Regions from separate parts of the Hordeum vulgare genome. Here region 1 is linked to region 2. A link is a contact called in public Hi-C data. All regions are on one chromosome and are shown on one strand. Each heading gives the region's core, a stretch centred on a gene start, on an enhancer-like site or on the middle of the called end of the contact. The rest is flanking DNA. Distances are from core to core; before and after follow the strand shown.

Evidence for each region. A called contact is a pair of places that touch in the nucleus more often than the background predicts.
Region 1: a contact with region 2 is called in a Hi-C map of leaf, with 5 times the contacts expected there. The contact joins two enhancer-like sites. A contact is called at or near these places in 3 of 6 Hi-C or Micro-C datasets (leaf and seedling) and 1 of 1 datasets of contacts at active chromatin or transcription factors (embryo).

Annotation. Positions count from the first base shown.
Region 1 is chr6H:169,467,092-169,474,368 of MorexV3_pseudomolecules_assembly, forward strand. It overlaps the pseudogene LOC123405265. Among protein-coding and RNA genes, the nearest start is that of LOC123405263, 220 kb to the left of the region's middle. Within about 2 kb of position 5,075, at least 2 of the 3 cell types and tissues checked have open chromatin away from gene starts, as enhancers often do. A contact at or near this core is called in leaf, where this site is marked.
Region 2 is chr6H:169,187,927-169,194,631 of MorexV3_pseudomolecules_assembly, forward strand. It overlaps the pseudogene LOC123405260. Among protein-coding and RNA genes, the nearest start is that of LOC123403044, 51 kb to the right of the region's middle. Within about 2 kb of position 3,700, at least 1 of the 3 cell types and tissues checked has open chromatin away from gene starts, as enhancers often do. A contact at or near this core is called in leaf, where this site is marked.

The sequences.
Region 1 (7,277 bases), core at 3,825-6,324, 280 kb after region 2:
CAAAAGATATAATCAACGATTAGCATCGACGCTTTGAGAAGTATGTGAAAAGAAAGAGCTCCCCCTAAATTTGTGCATTATTTTAAATTTAAGTTTGAATGCAAATGCACAATCGATTAGGATCATGGGTTACTCTTCCATGTCACATACAACTTGGTGGTGCGCATAAATGATATGAATGAAAAGTAATGCACATAACACCAAACAAGACATGAATGATCAACATGTAGATAGCTCAAAAGTAATAACATGGTAGCATCAAAAACTGTAGCGTATGATCAAACACTCCTCTAAATGGATAAAGCTATTCGAAAGAACAAAAGTTTTGAAAAACCAAATGAGAGCAAATAAAGTGCAAAGCTCTTCCTCTCGAAACCCTATTTGATCTATACACTTCTACCCCTTTAGCAACAAGTTACCAAAAAGTTCAAAGGTCTAGAACTAAGCTTCTCTCTAGGTACGATCTCCTCTGGTAGTTGACGATGGAGTGGACAAGAGAGCATCGACGATGGCTTTTGCACATGTCGCTGGAGGTGTAGACACCGGAGGTGTAGGAGCAGGAGCTGAAGCTTGAGCTAACAAACATGGTCTTTCTTTCGGAACAGGCACAATTGTTGACCTTTTCTGGGTCCTAAACGGAGTGGTAGTAGGAAGAGGCAACTCATCATCATCATCACTGCTGAAGCATGGAATCTTCACCGAGTCAACTTCATGTTGAATTTGCTGAAAAATAGTGGTCAATTCCGTCACCTTAACATCCAGGTCATGGAATTTTGTCTCCGTGATCCTATCTAGGCTCTTGTGGTTCAGCAAAATCTCAGAAACTTTCTTCTCCATCCCTTGGATGGTGATGACCAAGAAGGACATCTTCTCATCTCTTGTTTTGAGCTGTGGGGGTTGAACCGGAGCATTTCTAACAACCTCTATAGATGTTACCTTTGCTGCCTCTCTAGCAGTAGCTGAGCTGGGATGGGTATTGTCCATCACAAGTTCATTGTCCTCAAAATTAGGCTGAAGTAGCAAATGGGGACGATCAAGTAGATATGCATGCTTGCCAATCTTGGCATTGATGAGCATCAGAATGTATGGAGCATATCCACAAGATCTCTTCTGATCTGCAGCACTCCTCGTGACAGTATCAACTTCAAGTCCATCACTCGGAACCGGGTGTGGGTGTCTAGATGATGCAACATGTTGATGGAATATCCTCTAATCATCTTGTCATCACCTGATTTGGGCATTAGGGTATGTCTCATGATAGTGTTTGTAGTGGGTATACCTGCTTGCAAAAAGTAGACAGAACCAAATTTGTGAGACGGGAAAAACTCATTGGGCACAACCTTGTACATGTTTGCCATGGAGTTGTGATTTATCTTGAGCCGTGAATACACATCCAAGTTTTCTTCACGTGATTTAGGAGCACCAATGTTAGTGGCTCATTCTCTAGTTACAAATCATTTGTACAAATGATTGTGCTAATAATCCGATCGGCTAGGGTAAGTGTTCGTGCTAATAATTCATAGCCAGATATTACAATCCATTTGTATGTCCTACATAGGTGACTGCCATTTTTTGCACATGTACTAGTGTTTGCAATCCATTTGTGTAGCCAAATCTTACAATCCATTCATAGCCATATCTCAATTTATGCATTTCCTTCACTAATATCACTTAAGATTTAGGGTTCACATTGTCACATGATATAGTATGTTTCATAAACTCTGCCTTGTTGAATTCATAGTATAAAATAAACCAACGTCGATTCTATCTCACCATGTCGACAACTAGGATGAAGAAAACTAGGAGAGGTCCAAGAGGCAAACCATCAGGGAGCTTAAGGCTGGAAAGCATAATAGACGTGTCTTGAAGAATGGGGGAAATGGATGCCTGTTCTGCAACCATAAGATTAAAAACACGTATATTAGCGTTCTGGTGAATGCAAGAGGACGAGCCATTGGATCCTTATGGCAGAAGTATTCTTGCAGGATGTTGCACGTCGAGTTCTTGGAGAATCTTAACGATCAAGCATGATGATGAGATGTTGGATTGAATCTATCTAGTTTGTGTGTATTATATCTATGATTGACTATATATGTTTATCAATCGTACTACATGTTGGTGAGACCATGTCTAATGAACTAATAGTGCAATGCAATTGCAATCCTGCAACCAGTCTGTTTATTTGATTTTATGTGTATCTTAGACCAACATATGATTCATCACAGCGCACACATATTATTAGTGTGAATCCTCTCTGTTACTTTCAGTCTTTCCACACAGTTTTATAATAGAAACTGTCTTCCCACAACACGCACAACTTTGGAACTGTGTGTGATGACTTCCATCACTTTTGTTCCTATTGGCCAGAACGCATCCTCATGGATCGCACGTGCGAATCACAGGATGTACACAGATCGAACGACTATCCGTATCTCTATTACACCGGAGTGCTAGTTTCTTTGAGAGTGATATTTTCAGTTTATCATACGCTGTTGGGTCTGGAAACCTCTGCCTCTGAAGCGCATTATATTTTGGGGTGATATTTACGCCTTATCACAAAGAATTAGCCCCTCCTCCTCCCTGTCTCTAGTAGCACCTACAGTAATCCTATGGACCTCTACATTTCACCGCCTATCCCCACGGCAACCACTTAGCTCGACGTGTGTTGCCGCCGTAGCCGCGGCTTCTCAGCACCGATTTTCTCGACACTGCTAACCCAATTCAGGAATCTTCGGCACTGGACCTCCCATGGAGAAGCAGGTAACTGTAATCTACTTAAATATTTCCGCTCATCTCTTATCCCAGTCCATCTGCCCCTTTTAATCACCCGGCCGAAATCACCGTGGATTCACGTTCCTTCTAGCTTCGGGGGTTATCATCCTTTTTGAAAAGAAAAATGTTCCTTCTACATGATTCGAGGGTTTTCCTTCATAGAGTGTACAGTGCAAGGACATACAACCAATGAGTTTCATCTCACCATATCACACGACTTCATGAAGCGCACGGTAAGTTCAATCTCACACTACCTACGTTGACATGGCCTATACTTTTGGTGAACCGATACTATATATTGCCACATACTTCTTCTTCTTCTTCTTCTTCTTCTTCTAAATTAGGCAAATTAATGTTGTATTGTTCTTTTGTTTACTCTCATATACATATGCATGACATCACGGTTACATTATCTGTTTACTTATAATTTTTTGTCCTTTCATATCAATTGATGTGCTCTTCTTTTAACTACTCTCATACTAGCATGTTGCCATGTTCTTTAACAATCTTATTAATTCCTGCGGTACATCCCTTGCTTTGCAACAACAACTAATGCGCTAAATCTTGGACTTTACATAACTATAGACTCCAAGGATGTCATGCTGAGCACAAACCATCGATTTACAATCGTTATTTCTATGAAACTTGATGAAGATTGTCACTCCTATTTTGATATAGGACTTTGGCCAGAAATTTCGAAGTTTTATGTACTCAAAGCTGACACTAAAATTGCGTTGCACCTAAAAGATCCTAGCCATACAATAAATTCTAAATTCCCCGATGACATCATCCGTCCATACTTTGTAGGAAGTAAGTGTTCTTTCTAGTCTATGCATGTTGACTTGCGTAGCAATATCAAAGTAACTATGTAGTATTTTAGCAATCAATTAGGATTTTATTTTCTGAATTTGTTAAATCTGCTCCTACCTACTCCATCCGTTCCTAAATATAAGTCTTTTAAGCGATTTCACTAAGGGTCTACATACGGAGCAAAATGATTGAATCTATACTCTAAAATATGTCTATATACATCCGTATATAGTCCACTAGTGAAATCTCTAAAAAGACTTATATTTAAGAACGGAGGGAGTAGTAACTTGTACTCCCTACGTCCCAAAATAACTGTCTCAATTTTGTACTATCTCTAGTATAAAGTTATACTAAGCTTGAGACACTTATTTTAGGACGGAGGAAGTAATTACCAACGCACTACTTTTTTGCCCTGATCTAGCTACATAATCACTATTCTCCCACTTCTATGCTCATGACACAAAGTGTTGCCGTCGCCGATACTCTGGCGCTGGAGGACGAGGTTGCCAACAAGTGGAGGCAGGCCGAAACACAAGCGCCTCTGGCAGGCAGCCTCCACGATGATATGTTGATAGTGACCATCTCCGTGCTCCCAATCGAAGATGGTGTGTGCACAACCGTCCTGTCCTGACGATACATTTGTGCAAACTCAGCTGCCTTGCTTCCTTTCCTCTTCCATGCACACATCATCAGTGGCACAACGCACGCACATGCGCAGCAATGGCAGCAGATCCATACAGGACGATGAGCATCAAGCAAGCACGCACAGCTGCAGCAACAACAAGTCCCCTGATGGCCGCCTCCCTCAACCTCCAATGCGGCCCAACTCATACTCAACTCGTCATCAGTGTGCCCTTCCTATTTCTCCTACTCTCCTCACCGTGCCTGCAGTTTTCCCTCCTCGTCATGCTCCGGATTGAGACTACCTCATCCATCACCAACACGTTCTCTTTCCTCCCTACAATCCCCATTGACGCCTCACGATTTGGATTCCATGCTTCCTATCTTCCAGATCTGGGAAGAGCAAATCCCTAGAGTTGCCATGCCTACTTGCCGCCGTCCTGGATTGAAGCCATCTAATTCATCCCCGATCGGTCCCTTCCTCTATCCTTTCTCCTATCAGCTGCCCACCTCCTCGTCCGGTCTCCGTGGCCGCTTTCATCCATATCGGGGGAAAAGGCGGTTCCCCTGACGTGAGGCGTCGTGGGCACGCGGCTTGGTGGACTCGACGGCGTAGGCTGGAGAACCCAAGCACGTCGGTTCCTCGGAAGGATGCCTTCGGCATGCGTCCTCGCATTCCTGGTCACCGAGGCCGCCGAAGGCGTGTGGTGACGGTAGAAAGAGGGCCATTGCAGGCGCAAGAAGATGGGCGGTGCGAGAAGAAGGGGAAGGGAGGATCGGCGGCGCATTTGCTGGGGATCTGTTCTTGTCAATATGGGGCCAGAGAAGAAGTCAAGAAGGAAATGTCGGGAGGCACGATTTGGGTGGGAGACGGGTAGCGCCGCAACGATCGGCAGACCACGGCCCGGCAGAACATTTGATCTGAGATGTGGATTCATATGGCACACCATTGCATAATATAAGCAGTTGGATGTGTTTAAGTTGATTCGATCCGAGGGTTCTGGTTATCCTGTGTACAGTTTGATGTGTAGTTTTAGTAGAATTTATGTTTGCTCTTTTAACAGTAGTAGAGAGTATGTGACTTTTCCTTTCAAATTGATTATTTTCTGAAATTCAATGGAATCTTTATTTAATTTATGAAATTGTATCCAAATCGAAAAACTTTTTTTCGGAATTGGTGAATTTTTTGAAAATCGATGAACATAATTTAAAATTCGTAAACTTTTTTTCTGAATTGATAAAAAAATTGAAATAGGTAAACTTTTAAAAAAATCGGTGAACATATTTTAAAATTCATGAACATTTTTAAAATAAATTACCTGTTTTAAAAAATTGTTGAACTTTTTTTTCAAAATCGACTAGTTTTTTGAACTTCTGAAAATCCATTAACATATTTTTTTAAATGTTTAACTTTTTTTCATAATCATTAAACTTTTCGAAAATCTTATTAATTGCTTTTTAATCCAATGGAATTTTAATGTACCTTTTTGAATTCACATTTTTGAAAATCAATGAAAAAAATTGAGTCTGCAGCGGAGCGCCAGGAGATGTTTCATTAGCTGGTCCAGCGAGGGACACTGCAGACGCCAAATTTATGAAATTGTATCCAAATCGATGAACCTCTTTTCGAAATTGGTGAACATAATTTAAAAGTCGTAAACTTTTTTATAAAGTGATAAAAAAATGGAAATAGGTAAACTTTATAAAAAAATGTGAACATATTTAAAAATTCATGAACATTTTTAAAATCAATTACCTGTTTAAAAAAATTGTTGAACTTTTTTTTCAAAATCGATTAATTTTTTGAACTTTGTGAAAATCCATTAACATATTTTTAAAAATGGTGAACTTTTTTTTCATAATCATTAAAGTTTTCGAAAATCTTATTAATTGTTTTTTAATCCGATGGAACTTTAATGTACCTTTTTGAATTCACATTTTTGAAAACCAATGAAATTTTTTCGAGTCTGCAGCGGAGCGCCATGAGATGTTTCAGCAGCCGGTCCAGCGAGGGACACTGCAGGCACCAAATTTATGAAATTGTGTCCAAATCGATGAACTTCTTTTCGAAATTGGTGAATTTTTTGAAAATTGGTGAACATAATTTAAAAGTTGTAAAAAACAATTCTAAATTGATAAAAAAAATTGAAATAGGTAAACTTTTAAAATAATCGGTGAACATATTTTAAAAATCTTGAACATTTTTAAAATCAATAACCTGTTTTAAAAAATTGTTGAACTTTTTTTTTCAAAATCGACTAATTTTTTGAACTTTGTGAAAATCCATTAACATATTTTTAAAAATGGTGAACTTTTTTTTCATAATCATTAAACTTTTCGAAAATCTTATTAATTGCTTTTTAATCCGATGGAATTTTAATGTACCTTTTTGAATTCACATTTTCGAAAATCAATGAAATTTTTTCGAGTCTGCAGCGCAGCGCCAGGAGATGTTTTACCAGCTGGTCCAGCGAGGGACACCGCAGACGCCAAATTTCTGAAATTGTATCCAAATCGATGAACTTTTTTTCGAAATTGGTGAATTTTTTGAAAATCGGTGAACATAATTTAAAATTCGTAAACTTTTTTCTAAATTGATAAAAAAAATTAAATAGGTAAACTTTTAAAAAAATCTATGAACATTTTTAAAATAAATTACCTGTTTTAAAACATTGTTGATTTTTTTTTCAAAATCAACTAATTGTTTGAACTTTGTGAAAATCCATTAACATATTTTTGTAAATGGTGAACTTTTTTTCGTAATCATTAAAATTTTCGAAAATCTTATTAATTGCTTTTTAATCCAATGGAATTTTAATGTACCTTTTTGAATTCACATTTTTGAAAATCAATGAAATTTTTTCAAGTCTGCAGGGGAGCGCCAGGAGATGTTTCATCAGCCAGTCCAGCGAGGGACACTGCAGGTGCGAGGAGCGCGAACCGGCGCCTGCAGCATCGTATTGAAAGGTCCCGATAGGAGAGCCCCTATACCTCGCATAAAGTGAGTCTAGTATCTGACTCGCTGCAGCGCACGACGATGTGGCCGGTCCAGTTCACGGTAGGTACACTGCCTC
Region 2 (6,705 bases), core at 2,450-4,949:
CGACGACCGAGGTGACCATTGCTCCCCTTCTCCACCTTATCGTCCGTGCTTCCTTCCATCGTTACTCATGTCGTGTTCTTCTTTTGTCTTATCTTTTTTGCTGCTTTCTTTTGTTTTCTTCATCTTGTTTTCACCCGCGGCCATGCTTTCCATTAGATGACCGGCGGTTTAGATGAGGGGCCTAAGTGAAACACGACTAGGAAAACTTCGTGGACCAATGTTTACGAGTCTAGGAAGAGAGCGAAATCGAACAAGATCATGGTTGACAGTTGCTTCGCCCCTAAAGATGTCTACGAGGTGTCTGGTTATCTTACTGACGAACAGAAAGCGCTTATAGTCTATATTGGTCTTGGGGGGATGCTAGATGTAGACAACATAACACATGTGGATAGGGAGTTCTCGTGGCATTTGTTGCTCAATGTCGACTTAGAGCGTGCTACTTTGAAAATAGACGAAACAGTTGTCTACGCTTTCAACGAGGTTGACATCCACAACATCTTAGGAATTGCCTTGGGTGGGGATATAGAAATCGAATGTAAGAATGCATCGCCAACCGTGGACCAGCTCGCTAGCATTAGATCTGCCCTAGGATTAGCCGAAGCCTTTCTATATGTAACAACGTCTGATTTGAAGTTGGCTTTGAAGAGACCATGTCAAACGCCCCTGTCCGATGAGTACAGAGTTAGGACCATCATCGGTTTTGCTATGCTTTGCATGGCCACTTGTTTTAGTCCCAGGGAGAAGAGGTCAATGGTCCCAGCGGAAGCATACGAGATTTGCATGGACCACTCGAATCTGCATAGGGTGAACTGGGGGAAATACATTTTCACCGAGCTAATCCGCGTCGCCGCGAGGTGCCAACAACTATTGCTTGAAGGGAAGGCGCCTCACGTGTACGGGTGCCCTCTGGTGTTGCAGGTGAGCAAGTTTTGTCAGCGTCGACAGGCGTTTTAACGATGCGGCTGCATCTTCATATTCATGCCGGCCCCAAGTGTGACCCTTTGTTTTGATTTTTGTTTCCAGGTATTGTACTTTGACTCGGTAGATGTTACTGCGTTCGTGAGGCCTGATCCATCCGTCAGGCCAAGAACAAGGTTTTACACTGCAGCCATTCTCAGCACGCTTATACTCGGAAACACGTTTCCTCGCACCGGCCCCAAGAAGTACGGCGTGCTGAAGGCGAGTTATTGCTGCATCTTTATTTCATCGTTTTCAAAATGGTTGTGAGCTGATAACAATAACATGCAACAGGCTACGGTCATTGCAACTGAAAATCTTCCATGGGATACCACCCATGTCAGGCAAGACATTGCAGAGGTAAATTGTATACGATGATTCTGAAATCCAATCTATGTTCGAGCGAGACCGCCCTGAGTTGCAATCTCAGTTTCAGGCCAAAGCTTTCATAGAACGATCACTTCAGGAGCATGCGTTGGCTAGCACCGAACGCAACAGGCTGTTCTTTCAGAGGCTAGCTGCGGTTAACACCGGCACAATATGTTATATGAACAACAACATGCGCAGCGACATCGAGATGCACATGCAAAGTGAGAGAGTTATGACCACGGGGTACATGCAAGCTTTACTTCGGTACGTGGATGAGTTGGGATTGTGTGACTCTGCCAACGAGCTTACAAACCAGTTGAATGATGTTGCCGCACAATCAGGTAGTGTACATACATAGGTGGTGTTTCTTTACTCAGGGACTAGACTAAAAAGTCTCTTTTAGTCCCTAGGTAAAGAAACAGGAGAGACTTTTTCTTAAGGGACTACAAAAAGACTTTCTTGAAGGGACTTTTTTCTTTAGTCCCTGGGACTAAAAAAAAGGTCAGTCCCTTGAAAAGAAACACCACCATAAGTGTCTGGTGCGCGTTTTGTCTGTTTTTATGACAAAAAATAATGATTGTGGTGGAATGAGCAGGTGCCTACAACGGGGCTGCAGCAGCGGAGGTGGCGAGCGATTCTCAGACAATAAATCTGCCGGCATTGATTTCTACAGTAGGCGTTTTCCATCCTGGTATGCTTTCCTTTTGCATCCTGAAGCACGAGCCCGAATTTACTGATGTTACCTAGACATACGGTACGCCATGCAGTAGACATGCGTCTGGATCCAGTCGGTCGATCGATCTCCGTCCCTGTGGGAATTGAGCAGACTGCTAGGGGTGAGAATAAATATCAATGCGACATTTTGAATGTTTGTTTGGGTGGAATTTAATGTCTTGCTTCGCTTTTGCCCAGTTTCGTTCTTGAACACAAGCCAACTAGCCCTCCCTATTTTGCCAGGCGTACCAGTTCGCATGTCGATGGGCTCTTTTGGTCAGTTGTACCTGGATGGTGGACTAGATGCCATGGCGCGGGCTGACGACAACATGGGCTTCGTGCTCCTGAGCAGCAAGAAAGAAAATAACATGGATGAAGGGAAAGAGATAATTGTTTACCGGGGCAAAAGTAAGTTTGTTAGCCTCCCCTCTGAGAGCACTGTGATTTTGTATTTACAAACTATTGACTGACAAATAGTTGCATTCTCTAACGCAGCCGATCTCCCGAAGGAACTGAATTTGCTAGCAAACTTTGGCGTGGAGAACATCTACGTTACAATGTGGAGACGTGTCGTTTGGTAATTATAAATCGCTTGCTTGGTGGTGAGGCAGGACACACGTATAATATCACTTCTCACGAGTACATGTTTCCTTGTAGATTTTTGTGCCTGTTAAAGGGGGCGGCGGATTCCACGTGCTATATGTCTTCGACATGTTGAAGAAGGTTGTACATGTGATGGACCCCAAAAGAACGCAGTATGACATCATAGAGCTCGAAATGAAACACGCGCGTGTCATGGACCGTCTCCTGTTTGGTCTGTGCAAGTGCATTGAGACGTTTTTCGTTGGGTGGCATGTTAGAGCGGACGATTTCAAAAGGAAGGCGCACCGCATGATGCACGAACCATCGAGCAGGTAAATGCGTATTTAGCTCTTGACCCTCGGATTTGTTAAAATGCATTTTTGACTGAATCAAATAATGATCTAAAAAACGGTTTTGCTATTCTACAGTCGAGTGTTTTTCAATTCGCCGTCATTCAATTTTGTGTTCATCCGATCTGGTGCTAAGATTCGCGCCGAGAACTTTGGTTTTTAGGCGCTGTGTATGGAGTATGTATTTTTCGACTTCAATAATTGTACTTCTTTAGTATTTAAACTGTACTTTTTGGTGATTTACACTACTTTTTTGGTATTTACAGTGTAAATTCATCAGTTTTTACAGTGTGAGTTCATCAGTTTTTACAAGTGTAATTCTAGGAGATTTGGGTGTAATTCGAGGGATCTATGACTGTAATTTATGGGTGTTTTACGCTGTAACTTCATCAATAAATACACTGTAATTTTATAAGTTCCACTGATTTGACTTAAGTTGTTCTATTATTGGTTAGAAAACTTGAGTGATGCCCAATTTATTTTCAGTCGAATGTCAAATAGACACTCCCAAAAATGCAGCAATGACTCGCCTTTCTTCAACGTCCACTACATGATGAAATTTGATGGGGAATACATGACAGAAGAGATATGGCCGGTGAGTGTACACACTTGTGTTTTTTGTTTTGTTTTTGCTAGTGTGTATCGGACGCTCATCGAATGTGATTGCTCAACCAGGACCAGATGTTTCGGTTGAAGCAGCAGCTTATGAGGTTTCCCTCACTCTGCTAGGGAACAGAGGGGCCCCCCTTCAGAGGTTGTGGACCCGGAAGTCTGATGATATGGTCGGTCTCTTAGCTCAGGCCCGCGAATGGTTGCGGTTATTGTATAATTAAACTTATGACGCAAGAGAAAATCGAGTGCGTGCCTGCCCTCGCGTTTTTACTTTCTAGAACATCTATTTGTATAATTAAGACCTACTCCTCGGAAGCGCATGCAGCCAGACTTGTGCACTTACGCTTTTGTTGTGTTTCTAATTAAGAAAAATGGTACTCCCTACGTCCGGAAATACTTGTCCTAGAAGTAGATGTATCTAGACTTATCTTAGTTATAGATACATCCATTTTGTACATATTTAGGACAAGTATTTCCGGACGGAGGGAGTATGAAATCCATCAACATCGTTGTCGCGCGTGGACGATGTGCAGCTCTGTCTGAATCAAAACATTGCTTCGCATACCGTCTTCTTGGGATACACTGTTTTTATTGCGGGGTTAGCGGACTAATCGTCAAAGTTAATCGAAGATTTAATCTTCAATCGAGCGATTCATCGGTTAGTCGGCTATCTCAATGACTCATATGAGTAACTAAAATTGGGTTTAGGGTTTAACGGTCTAAAATAAGCTTGTTTGTTGGACGCACACGGGCAGTTCGATGGAGGAGCCCCTTCTGATGGAAAACTCAGAAATGTCAATTATATTCAAAACGGTGCTTGGGACAGCAATTGTCGTACAGAAACACGAAAGAGCCGTAGAAAAATTAATTATATGTTTTTATTATGTCTACAATAACCCTTGTGACATATTTCCAACGGCGGTCTAGTTTGGCCTTTTGTCTAGATCGGCGGAGGGTCATCTTGTTACACAAGTGGATGGTACGGAGAACACACGAAAAATGTGATAATTGGCTACATTGTTTTATTGTGGGTTTAGCGGTATGGTAGTGAAGGCAGTTAATCGAAGGTTTAATCAGTTAATCGGGCGATTTGTCGGTTAGTCGGCTCCTCAATGACTCATATGAGTAGTTAAAATTGATTTTAGGGTTCAACGGGCTAATTAAGCTTGTTTGTTGGATGCCGCATCGCACACGCGCAACTCAACGGAGCAGCCCACATCGGAACCCCCCGGTTGCCCATGTGATGGAAAACTCAGAAATGTCAATTATATTCAGAATGGCCCATGGATGGTTCGGCTCGGAAAGTGTGAAAACCATAGCGGGGGATCCCCCCTCGGAACACCGGTGGTGTATCCACGGGGGGACTCCAAATGTCTTTTATCTTCAGAACAGTGCATGTATGGTTCGACTCGGAAACGGTTAAAACCATACCGGGAGTATGACGCTGAACTGTGATGTCGTAGCACAGAGAAGGCGTTAAAATTGGGTTACATTGTTTTAGCACTGGATTGACGGGGGCAATCATTAAATTCTGTCAAGCATTTTAGTCGGTTAATCGATCGATTAATCAGTTTGCCGGGTACTCAATGATCCATATGAGTAGGGTTGTGTCTAGAAACATGAAACAGCCCTACAAAAATTGATTATATGTTTTATTATGTCTACAATAACCCTTGTGAGATATTTCCAACTTCAGTCAAGTTTGGCATTTTATCTAGATCCGCGGGGATCATCTCGTTACACAAGTGGATTGTTCGGAGAACGATGAAAAAACCATGATAATGGGATACATTGTGGGATTAGCAGGATGATATTGAAAAAAGATAATCGAATGTTTAATCAATTAATCGGGTGATTTATCAGTTAGCCGGCTACTTAAGGGTCCATGTGAGTAGGTTTTTGTCGGTAAAAGATAACTGCTTAGGCAGACGAAATCTTCCAACACGTGACATAACAGAGATTATGACTGAGGTGAGTATCAGACTGAAAGCTTTCAAACGTCAGCCCAGACTGACGTGTTGTAACACCCAGTTTTTGGCCTTCCTGAAAAATTAGCTTACTTCAAAAATCAGGACCAATTAAAAAATTTGTGAATACTTGTGATGCTTGGAGTGACTAATGTTTGCCTGTTTGCTTGAGTGCATGTGATTGCTTCCCATTAATTCTTGCCATCCCCCTAATCACCTCCTTATTCCATGATCTCCTGCCTAATGATCATGCCATGTGTTTAGGACAAATACCTACTTTTACCAAATATTATTTTCACCAAAAAGCACTTCTTTGAATTAAACTTTCAAACCCGTGAGATGAGGTTTGTACTACAAGTCCTCAAGATAGGGAATTTCTTTTGCACCAATTATTCTATTTAAAACCTATTATCAAAATGTCCTCCAAAGACCACCATATTATTATTTTAAAATTTATTTTATTATTTTATTTAAAAGCCTTTGTGTGAGGCCAGAAATGGTCTCCTATAAAGGAAAGTTATTTTTATTGCTTCCAAAATATTTAAGAAAAATTAGGGAAACTCAGTGGATATATTTATACCATATTTATGAGTTTCAACACATGGTCATGTTCAAAATATTGGGCAAACCCCTCCAAAACCATTCCTGCTTATTTCAAGCTTTTGAAATATTTCTATTAGAAATATTCTCAATAAATTCCAGTAAAATTCTATCATGTCATATATGATATTATTGATGATCTTGCCAAGTTTCATCTCAACCCAAGTTGATTTGACTCCCCTAACTATCCTAAAACCCTATCTGTCCAGATTCAAACTTGAGAAACTCTACATTGTGAAGTGTCTCCAATTGTGCTCAAATTTGGTGGACATGTTCTAATACTCCAATAAGGAATCCACACCAAGTGGTGCATCAAGGAGAGTAAAATAACTTGTCCTAAGACCCTCAAAACCCTTTGTGTTGATTTCTGATTTTGGTAAACTTTACATTATAAAGTTTATCCAATTGACCTCAAACTTTTTGTGCATGCCTTAATGCTCAAATAATGCCTCTACACCAAATATTGGATTTGTGGGAATTTATTTGAATAGGGTTGTACGCAGAAATCCATTTCTGCCCATTTTAGGGGTTTTCCAAGTATACATTGGAAAACT